2 separate regions of the Triticum aestivum genome follow, and region 2 is linked to region 1. A link is a contact called in public Hi-C data. All regions are on one chromosome and are shown on one strand. Each heading gives the region's core, a stretch centred on a gene start, on an enhancer-like site or on the middle of the called end of the contact. The rest is flanking DNA. Distances are from core to core; before and after follow the strand shown. Region 1 holds the start of LOC123168193. Region 2 holds the start of LOC123166202 (transcription factor GTE9).

Evidence for each region. A called contact is a pair of places that touch in the nucleus more often than the background predicts.
Region 2: a contact with region 1 is called in a Hi-C map of leaf, with 7 times the contacts expected there. The contact joins the promoter of LOC123166202 here to the promoter of LOC123168193 in region 1. A contact is called at or near these places in 3 of 5 Hi-C or Micro-C datasets (all in leaf).

Annotation. Positions count from the first base shown.
Region 1 is chr7D:393,621,367-393,626,696 of IWGSC CS RefSeq v2.1, reverse strand. It overlaps LOC123168193, which reads left to right and starts at 2,161. Exons shown (of 5, transcript XM_044586070.1): 1 at 2,161-2,482; 2 at 2,584-2,740; 3 at 3,436-3,486; 4 at 4,096-4,188; 5 at 4,500-4,850. The coding sequence starts at 2,340. The coding sequence ends at 4,577.
Region 2 is chr7D:394,288,403-394,293,917 of IWGSC CS RefSeq v2.1, reverse strand. It overlaps LOC123166202 (transcription factor GTE9), which reads right to left and starts at 2,297. Exons shown (of 10, transcript XM_044583968.1): 1 at 512-2,297; 2 at 394-439; 3 at 164-319. The coding sequence starts at 1,822.

The sequences.
Region 1 (5,330 bases), core at 912-3,411:
TGTGGTTAGGAAACCTTAACCATCTTTGATCAACGAGCTAGTCTAGTAGAGGCTCACTAGGGACACGGTATTTGTTTATGTATCCACACATGTATTTAAGTTTTCGATCAATACAATTCTAGCAGGAATAATAAACCTTTATCATGAATAAGGAAAAATAATAACAACCACTTTATTATTGCCTCTAGGGCATATTTCCAACACAGGGCATGGGAGACGGCGGTGCCTCGAGTCCCGCGAGCCAGTGCGTGCCCCATGTCCTAATCTACCTCGCCGGCGATCGAAGCAACACTTCGAGGGGTGTAGCCGACCGCCGGACATGGACAGGGCAGAGTCGGACGAGTTTTGCTTGGATTAAGTTTCAGGTTGCATGTAATTGTGTGGGTTTGAGGTTCTAATTGAGGTCTCCTGTTGTGGAAACTAAAATATGAGGTCTGACTGGTCACTGTCCGGACGCGTTCGCGGTCGTTTGAGGGTTTGGATTTGGTGTACCCGACTGTAGATGCTCTCCGAGAAACTCTAGCAGATGCGCTATAACCTCGATGGCCCGCATAATTCCGGCTAACGACGTCCTGGACTAGGGGGTCCTAGCCCAGCCGGACTAATGTATGGGTCGGACCATCAGCCCATCAATGGAAGAGGACTCCGGAGGCCTTCTATGTGCGGCGACCGAAGACTTGGCGTGTACTCCAAGCATATCTGATTAGATTCGGCATGTAAATCCTTAGATGGCAACCGACCATGTGTAACCCTAGATACCCCTGGTGCCTATATAAACCAGAGGGTTTAGTCCGTAGAAGCCATCCATGCACCCATTCATACATTCATCATACCCCTAGGGTTTAGAACACAACTCACGATCTCGAGATAGATCAACTCTATACTTTGATACTTCAATAATATAAGCAAGAGCACGATGTAGGGTTTTACCTCCATAGAGAGGGCCCGAATCTGGGTAAACTTTGTGTGTGTTCTCTCTTGTTACCCATTGATCCGATCTAACAACTCGGCCCCCCTACCCGAGATCTGCTTTGACACCGACACTGGCCGATATAACGTTTTTTCAATTTTTGTGGGCTGAACAGGTCCGCTCTATCTAGCCCAGCTCGCAAAGCCGCCCTTCGGCCACTATATCTACGGGACCGCCATCGATTTAGGGTTCCCGCCTCTCATTTCCTCCGCCGCAATCCACCTTCTCGACCGCCTCCCTTCGCATCTCTAGCGAGCAATTCCGCCAGCCGTAGTCTTTTTCCGACGACTAATGGTAGGTTCCGCACGTGGTGTGGTGGCCGTGCTGGTGGGGGGGGGGGTCGCTATCGCGCAAGATCTCGTGCAACACCGCGGAGGCCAGCAGCTTCATCCCCTCCCCTCGTCGAGGTGTGGCGGTCCAAGCAAGCACGGGAGCATGGCCGCCTCTTCCGCAGCGGCGGCCGGTTCCCCTGGGCCAACTTCAACCGCCTCCACGAAGAGCTCTACCCGCACATCGTGCAGTGCCGGGAGGCGGATGAAGCGCTCCTCGCCACGGAGCGCGCCATGCAGGCCGAAGAAGAAGGGGCCGCCGACAAGCTCGCCGCGGCGAAGGAGGACCAAGCCTACGCCCACGCTTGGCGCAGGTCCGCGGAAGTGTCCTTCCTCGGCGTCAGCAACTGAGCTGGCATCCCTATCTATTCTATGTTAGATCTCAAGTTAATCTATGTTTTAGCTATGCATGAACTCCGGTGTGTAGTGATAAGCTTTGTAGCGGGAACTATATACTCCCTCCGTTTCAAAATACTTGACTTCCATTTGTCCAAAAATGCATGTCTAGATATATCTATATTTTGATAAATGGAAGGCATGTATTGTGAAACGGAGGGAGTATGATCTATGTTTTTAAATTTACGATACGCTTTAATGGATCTGTTCTGCTAGGACCTTCGAGTTTTCACAAAATCGTTTTAGGGCGGCCTGTAAAATGATTTTGCGATTTCTAGCCCCTTCTCCCCTCTCAACTTGAGGTGCTTTCTTCTGCCGTCGCCGACCCTTCCCTTGATTCCCATCACCACTAAATTGTCTTTTTCCCTTGTTCCCAGCACCATTGGACTTTGCAATTTTGAATTTTGAGATGCGGTATCATGTGTGTTCACATGATATATGGTGACTTGTCCAACCCTAACAGCTGCAAGGCCCCATTTTGCCAGCTCGGACGCTTCCAAAATCTCCAATCGCCGGCACCTTGCCAAGGAGTGACTGGGTCGAGTGCACCGCGGCGGGTGAGCGTGTCGGAGCCGACCCGGATCTTCTCTTCTCGCAAGGAGGAAGAGGCGGAGGGCGGAAGCTTCTAGAACCAGCCGGCCGCGATGGGAGACGCCGCCTCCGCCGCGCAGCCTCCGCCCGCGGCGTCGCCCGCCTTCTCCTACCTGGCCGTGTTCGGCAACTGCCCGCTCATCGCCGCCGTGCTGGCCTTCGCCATCGCCCAGTCCATCAAGGTCTTCACCACATGGTACGCCTATCTCTCGCGCGCCTCACCCGCCCTACCCTGCCATCCGGCGCCGGCTGCTGGATCTGAGCTCTCCGTCACGGGATCCGTGCGCGCGTGCGTAGGTACAAGGAGAACCGGTGGGACGCGAAGCAGCTGGTGGGGTCCGGGGGGATGCCGTCTTCGCACTCGGCCACCGTCACCGCGCTCGCAGTCGCCATCGGCCTACAGGAAGGGTTCAGCTGCTCGCTCTTCGCCACAGCTGCCATCTTTGCCTCTGTGGTTAGCGCTGTTTCTCTCTTGAGTCTTGATTGTTCTAGCTGTTAGAAATGTTGGATCTTTCGATGATGGGTCGTCGATCTGACGAGTAGTATCCTTTTCTGGTAAATAATTTGGTAAACCTACACATCATTTCGTTCATTTCTTGGATCACTTCAGTAGCTAAATTTTAGTCAAGACTGAAGTTTTAGTAGAAAACCTAAAGACGGCATATCTTGGTTCAGTTATTACTACTATAATAATAGAAAGTACAGTACACATGAGAAGAAATGCAAGCGCCTTAAACACCTGAAATCTATGATTACATAGAGGATAATATATGTGGTTGGGGGCATGGTGTGGTCATGGTGGTGATATTGTCTGACTTTATTTGCGAACTTGAGCAAACAAGTAGAAAGTAGGACAGTAGCAAGCATGAGAAAATCACCCCTACTTGTGCATAAGTAGTACTGAAAATCAATCGTGTGGAGGAGTTCATCACAAGGCACAGCCATACAAACAGATAGTCTCTCCGCCTACTCTCACGGCTGTATTTTTTTTAACTCCCCTACGTCTTGCATAGTGGTATCCCGACGAGCTCGCCATGTTGCTTATGATTCCATGTCATCTTCAGAAAATGCAGCACTCTGCGTTACATATGCGCTACTTTTTTTCAGCATCTTCGCTAAAGCCATCTTTCTGGCAATGCAAATTTGCAGGTGATGTATGATGCTTTTGGTGTTAGGCTACATGCAGGGAGGCAAGCAGAGGTACTATCTGAAACCTTCAAATATTTGTAACTAAAAGTAAAATAATTTATGGACGGAAAGGATTATGTCAAATAAATACTGGAAGCAACGAACAACTTTATGAATGCCAAGTGGTGGCCCATTGCTAAAACTACGGTCTCTTATTCAGCTAGAAAAGCACAAATCTAGCTGGAAGCCTAGAACAATCTAGGCTTTGTTGCATTGTTGACATGTTGTAACACTTTGTAGTCTCATTAGTAAGTACCGTATGTACTTCCTTGCTTGTTTTGTTGCTTATGTCCACTTAAATAGCTCATACAACAAACTATACTCGCTATTTGAATTAACATTTTACCACAGGAGGAGTAACATTATTTGAAGTAACAAATTAGGTGATCACCAACAAATTATGTCCACTTAAATAGCTCATGGAGTAACATTTTACCACAGAAGTCATTGGTGATCTGTGCCTTTAGTTAAATTTTGTGAACCTAAGAGGCCATGCTATTATTAAGTCCATATGCATAACCTGGGAAGCACCATAATTTTCAGTTGAGTATATTCACTATTTTTCTGCTCTTCTGGCGATGCTTCTATCCCAGTTATAACTTGTTTTAAATAAATTGTTAGGTCTTGAATCAAATTGTATACGAGCTACCATCAGAGCATCCACTTGCTGAAACAAGACCGTTGCGAGAGCTCATAGGACACACGCCTCCTCAGGTTTGATCTGTTGCTCCCTTATCAGCCATGCTAAGGAAGATGAATGCCTAATTCTTCATGAACTAACGCATGGTACTTGCACACAAGTGCATGAAGCGATTAGTCCCTATCCCATCATATTTGCTTCTTACCTGATGAAAGTGCACGAAACCATGGGACATACTCCCTCCGTCCCAGAATAAGTGTCCCAACTTTGTACTAGCTTTAGTACAAAATTGTACTAAGGTTAAGACACTTATTTTGGGACAGAGGGAGTATTCAACATTCTTGGTCTCACATATGTATTTATTGACTCTGAGGTATCTTATCAGGTTTTTGCTGGCGCGGTGCTTGGATTTGCAGTAGCCACATTTACGGGGATGATGGCTGGGCTTGGTAACAGTGGTTGATTCTCTTGACCGGTGGATGCACGGTCTCCATAGCTTCAGCATTACTTGCATTGAAGTGTTAGAATACATACAAATTGGGTTTATGGTTTCAGGAGGCCAGCTTGTTCTAGGTAATGCTTTTTGTATAGGTGTGTTTACTTTGCTGCAATTCAGCGTCTCGAGAAAGAGAGAAATTGTCCCATTCTTTTGTAACTAACTGGTAAATAACCATTTTGCTATATTCTGATGTTGTTGATGTGAAATTTGGTAGCTATAAAGCATACCATTTAACTATTTCTTGGTTGTTGTTTTTTTCTTCTGAATCAGTTGGTTCTAATTGAATAGAAGTACAAGACAATCGGAACCCTTTGGTACTCCAAAGTTTTCTGGTTTGGTACATGTTACAGTTCTCTTGGTTGAAACCAGAGGGGCGAAAATGTGTTCTTCAAAATTTCAAGTCTCAACGCAACTGTGTCAAACGCTTTGGTTATGTATTTCTTCAGTTAAGAACAGTGAAAATTTGAGCGCACTAGGTGTGCTTAAGTGCTGAGCAGAGGCCTGCCGCTTCGCCTTTGGGTAAGGGCTGGACCCCTAGGGTTTGTCAAAGGAGAGTGGGTGAGAGAAACAAAGGAGAGCAAGTCAGACCGTGCGCATCGGGCTTTCTTCCCTGACCTCACCACCCATCTTCTTCCCTGACCTAGCGCCGTGGCTGGACTTTGAGCTCCCCTTCCCCGACCTCGCCGCCAGTCCTTCCCCTTCTCCTCGGTTCCCAGG
Region 2 (5,515 bases), core at 1,048-3,547, 670 kb before region 1:
AGCCTTAAGGGGCAAAGTTATCAATTTGTGGCATGCAGCATTGAATGGCATGGAATGGTAAAAAGTAAAACAAAAGAACATATCGCTGGGCCTGGTAACAGTTAAGTCAAGATACAAATTTAGGGAGTGTAATATGTGAAGATAAATGGATAAAAATACATACCACTGGAGGATGATCCTGACTCACTACTAGAACTGCTAGAAGAACTATGCTTGCTGCTTCTGTCTGCCGTTTCACTTTCAAATACCACAGGGGGGTATGTTAAAGGTGGAAGATCGTTCCCACCAATATCAATGTCTTCCTCAACAAGCTCATTGCCTGCTAAGACGTATACAGTATTAACTTAGAACAACAATTAGTGCCACGGAAAAAATAAATGAGGAGAAAGCGACCTTCATGATGCATTGATGAGTTGGCAAGTCCATATTCACTTTGGAACTGTTGAACAGAAGGAAACAATGGTCAGTAAATTAACTAACAAAAATCAATCTCAAAGACAATAGCACCCACCTCAACCTCTTGAGGCTCATCTTTTGTAGGGTTTCCAGACTGATTTACTATATCATAGTCATCAAGAAGCTTCTGTAATTCAAACAGGGTATCATCGCTGAGAGCGTTCATGTCAATAGTCAACTCATCTTCATCAGCATCATTATCATCATTAACATGCCTCTTTATGAACTCAACTACATGTTCTGGAATGAATCCACCATATGATTGTAGTCTTACGCTTAGAGCAACCTTTTGTTCATCTGTCATCATTCCCATAGCAGTTTGTACCACTGGAACCTCCTCAGCCACCTGAGCCATCTGTATCACTGATGCTACTGGAGCATCCTGAACCAAAGGAGAGGCTTTCCTCTTCTTCGGGTGCAAAACTGGCTTGGCAACCACCTCCTCTTTTTGAAAGGTGTTTTTCTTATATGCACCTTTATTTGAAGGTCTTCTATCAAAAGGCTCTTTGTTGTCAACAATATTTTTCTCAACTGCATCATTTTTTGAAGGCTCAATTGCAGAGAGTTCCTCATCTGGTCGAGGAAGCTTCTTTTCGATAGGCTTCCATCTAGGTTCAAAAACACTGCTCATAGTCTGGGCCATTATGTTAACTGCATTACCGACTGGGTTATAAAGTATAGCGTTGCTAAAAGTAAGCCTCACGTCTGCGGCAAACTCCCAAGGTGTAGGGTACACACCTGCATTCAGCTTTTTCTGTATAGTACCCAAATCCATTGGGTGCTTGACTATATCAAAATAATCAGGGATACACAACTTCACAGGATCAACTGGCATAACAAACGGGCTTGCAGAGCGATGCTTCATAAGGTTCTTCAGAAGCTCCTGGCATTTTTTAAACGATGCTGTGTAGTTAATGGAGCTGACTACAGGTTGGGCAACTGATGGCGGTAATCCTCTGCCAGACTGCACTGAATTGCTCCTCCTGAGCTTCCCATCCTTTTTATTGCCGTTGAAATCACCTCTGGGAGCCGACGCAGTCCCACCATTCATGCTCGTCGTAGCCCCTCTTGAAAACAACCTACTCTGGAGGGCCCTGACCTGCTCGAGCTCGTCGCGGAGCCTCATCTCCAGCTCATTCCTATCCGAGGCCGACATCCTCGGCAACTCAAAGACCACACGCGGCACATTAAATCCGGGAGCATCAGCCCCCTCGTCCGTATTCAGGTTGATGCATTTTCTCTTGGCTTCACTTCTTGCAGGATTCCCAAGGCCCTTTGACACCCCCACAGTTTCCACCCCATATCGGTAGTCCGGCACGAAACCGAGCGGGTGCCCCTTGGAGAACTTCTGCGTCTTCCCCATCATTGCGTGGCGGAACACGCAGACCAGTCTGCTCGCGAGCGCAATGCGCCGCCTGGGTCACCCAAATCCACCACAATTCAGCCAAAACCTAACCCTAACCCCCCCGAAGCGAGAGGTTAGTTTATTGCACGGCCGCCAAGAGCAGGAGGCCTCCAAAACCCTCGATTCGGGGGGCGGAGCAGCTCAATTGGAAGCGCCGCGGCGAGAGATCGAGCCAACTCACCGAGCAGACGGCGCCGCACCCACCACAACCACCACACAAAGCCGGCGGCGCCGCCGCGAGATCTCGAGGCCTTCGCGCAGGCACCCGGCGCCGCCGCCGCCGCTGCGGCGCGAGCACTGGAGCTCCCCCTCCTCCTCCTCCTCGAAACGGAGGGCGGCGCGGAGGCGGCGAGGCGAAAGCGGATGAAGGCGAGGCGGCGAGACCTGGGGTTTCTCTCTCCTCTGTCCCCGTCTCTTTCTCTCTCTTCACTGTGCCGCTCGCGAGCTTTAGGCTCGAATCGCGAAGCAAAGGGGCCCCTTGTAAGCGGCGTGCGGGGAGCGCGCCCGGTGGCTGAGATGTGGGTCCCCCGGTCCAAATGGTCCCACCGCGCAGTCTCTTGGACGGAATAGGGTGGGCGGCTCTGACTTGTGAGGGGAGATCCCGGCCGTTGGGTTTTTGGGGCGGACGGTGCGATTATAGGTGGTTGCGTGTCTAGAAAGCCTCTAGGGCTTCGTATGCTAGAATCACGTGTTGATTTGTCCGACCTGGGATGCTATGGAAATAGCATGCGAATCTCCCCCGGAAAAGATATTTAAACGTGAATTTTCAAAATATTATCAAGTTGTGTTAAAAAAACTTATCAAGTTCTTAGAGCAACTCCAACGGGCCGACCCAACGCGCATTTGTCCGCTTTTTGTCTGTTTGGGTCGGCCGCCCGCCCGGCGTCCGCCCAGTTTTGCATTTGGGTCAGCAGCGCGCGCAACGCGCCGACCCATTTCATGTACGCATTCAATTTAAAAAAAGGCTCGCAACCATATATCATGTCAGCAGCCATAGATCAATGCCGGCACCATGCCAACACCGGCATACATTGCCGGCTTCAAAAAATATCACCGCAGTTCATGTTGGCGCACTCGCCAGTGGCCGGCACACATGCTAGCACACAAAAAAAGGTGGGACTTGACTTCGACCACGCCATCGCGGCCCCGTGATCATGCCAGCACACAAGTCGGCATACAAAAAAGGAAGGCCCTCGCGGCCACGAGATCACTCGTCGATGAACTTGAGCATGTCGGCCTGCATCTTCTCGAACCACGGCCTCTTCCTTGGCGACACGATGTTGAGATCCACCTTCATGATTTCCACCCCGGTCATCATGCGCGAGAGTCACTTCTTTCGCCTTGGTCTTGGCGTTGGCGGCCTCGATGTCTAGCATCTTGGCTTGCTTCTCCGCCTCAATCTCAAGCATCTTGCCTTGCTTCTTCGCGCCCATCTCAAGCCTCCTCCTTTGGATCTCTATGAAGGCGTTCATTTCCTCTTTTTTGAAACGCCGGCGCTCCTCCTCCCTTGAATCCTTCTTGTTCATCATGCCCTCCACGCTTGCGATCAAGGCGTTCGATGCCGCATCCCGCTTGTCCTCCTTCTTGGAGTTGGTCTTCCCCCGCGGCCGTGCCGGCTCGCCGTCCCCAACCTCCTCCACGGCTTGCTTCCCCCTACGCGACTTGAGGGCGGCATGTTGCGCCTTGAACTTCTCCTCGTCTTTGATGACCCTAAAGCAATGGGACAGGTTGAAGCACTTGCATTGTGTTGGACCTTGAATGCCTCCAAAGCTTGAAATGCCTACAAATGTTTTCATGCAAGCATATTGACAAATGGTAGGCAAATGAACTTGCAAGCATAAACTTGATGACACAAAAGAGGGCGGCTTGCTAGCATACCATGTCTTGCATGCCGATGCCGCTCACGGGGCGGGTCTTGACGCTCTCAAGGGTGGCACAAAACTTGTTACACTCTTGTTGGATCACCCTCCAACGCTTTGAAATGGACACCCACCCGCGCGTGCTCACAATTTGGTAAGGCGGAAACTTCTTGCGCTCATGAAACTCCCGGTGGACACAAATCCAAAAAGTTGAATGCTTTTGTTCGGCGCCAGTCTTGGGGTCTTGTCCAATGTCTCGCCAACACTCGCAAAGAAGCTTGTCCTCGGCCGCCGTGTATGCCTTCGTCCGCTTGCTCTTGCGCTTCGGCTTCGGCCCAGCGGCTTGGTTGGCGAGCTCGTCCTCGAACAAAGGCTCCACTTCGATGTCGCACTCGTCCTCTTCCTCTTGCCCGTAGTCGTCCAGAAACTCGTGGTCAAGTGGGAAGCCGTCTAGGTCCATGCCGACCTGATCACGCATGAAAGCCACCTGATCGTGATCATAGCCAGCAGCCGGCGTGAACGCCCCGCGGCCGTCCTGGCTTTGTGTCTCGTCGGTCGTAGCCAGCGGCCGGCGTACCGCCCTCGAAGATGAGGTTCTGCATGTTGTCCTCATCGCCGGCGGCCGGCATTCCCTCAAACAGGTTGCGGGCGTCCGGTAGCATGTCGGCCGGCATCTGCCTCGCGCGTTTCCTCGCGCCTCCCGATGACGAGCCACCGCTGTGGCGTTCAGGTCGATGGGCGCGGGCGTGGAAGGCGCCACCACGCTCACGTCGGGCGAGCACTCCCCGGGGAGGCGGGAGGCCTGGGGGTACACGTGGAAGCCGGGCATCGGGTTGCAAGCCGACGCGCGGGGCGAGTCGGGAAGCACCATCCGGGGGAACGCAGATGAGTCGGTGCTGGCTGCGGCGGCCACGGCGGCGTTGACGAGGCCGTGTTGGCTAGTGTTTAACCCTAGCATATAGAGCGCCTCCCTCGTTGCCGCGATGACGCGGGCGTTGGTGACCTCCTGCTGCGCGGCGGCGGCGGCTGCTACCTCTTGAGCATGCGTTGGTTTTCCCTTGAAGAGGATGTTGGAAATATGCCCTAGAGGCAATAATAAAATGGTTATTATTATATTTCCTTGTTCATGATAATTGTCTATTGTTCATGCTATAATTGTGTTATCCGGAAATCGTAATACATGTGTGAACACATAGACCATAACATGTCCCTAGTGAGCCTCTAGTTGACTAGCTCGTTGATCAATAGATGGTTACGGTTTCCTGACCATGGACATTGGATGTCATTGATAACGGGATCACATCATTAGGAGAATGATGTGATGGACAAGACCCAATCCTAAGCATAGCACTAGATCGTGTAGTTCGTTTGCTAAAGCTTTTCTAATGTCAAGTATCATTTCCTTAGACCATGAGATCGTGCAACTCCCGGATACCGTAGGAATGCTTTGGGTGTACCAAACGTCACAACGTAACTGGGTGGCTATAAAGGTGCACTACAGGTATCTCCGAAAGTGTCTATTGGGTTGGCACGGATCGAGACTGGGATTTGTGACTCCGTGTGATCTCTGGGCCCACTCGGTAATGCATCATCATAATGAGCTCAATATGTGACTAAGTAGTTAGTCACGGGATCATGCATTACGGAACGAGTAAAGTGACTTGCCGGTAACGAGATTGAACGGGGTATTGGGACACCGACGATCGAATCTCGGGCAAGTAACGTACCGATTGACAAAGGGAATTGTATACGGGATTGCTTGAATCCTCGACATCGTGGTTCATCCGATGAGATC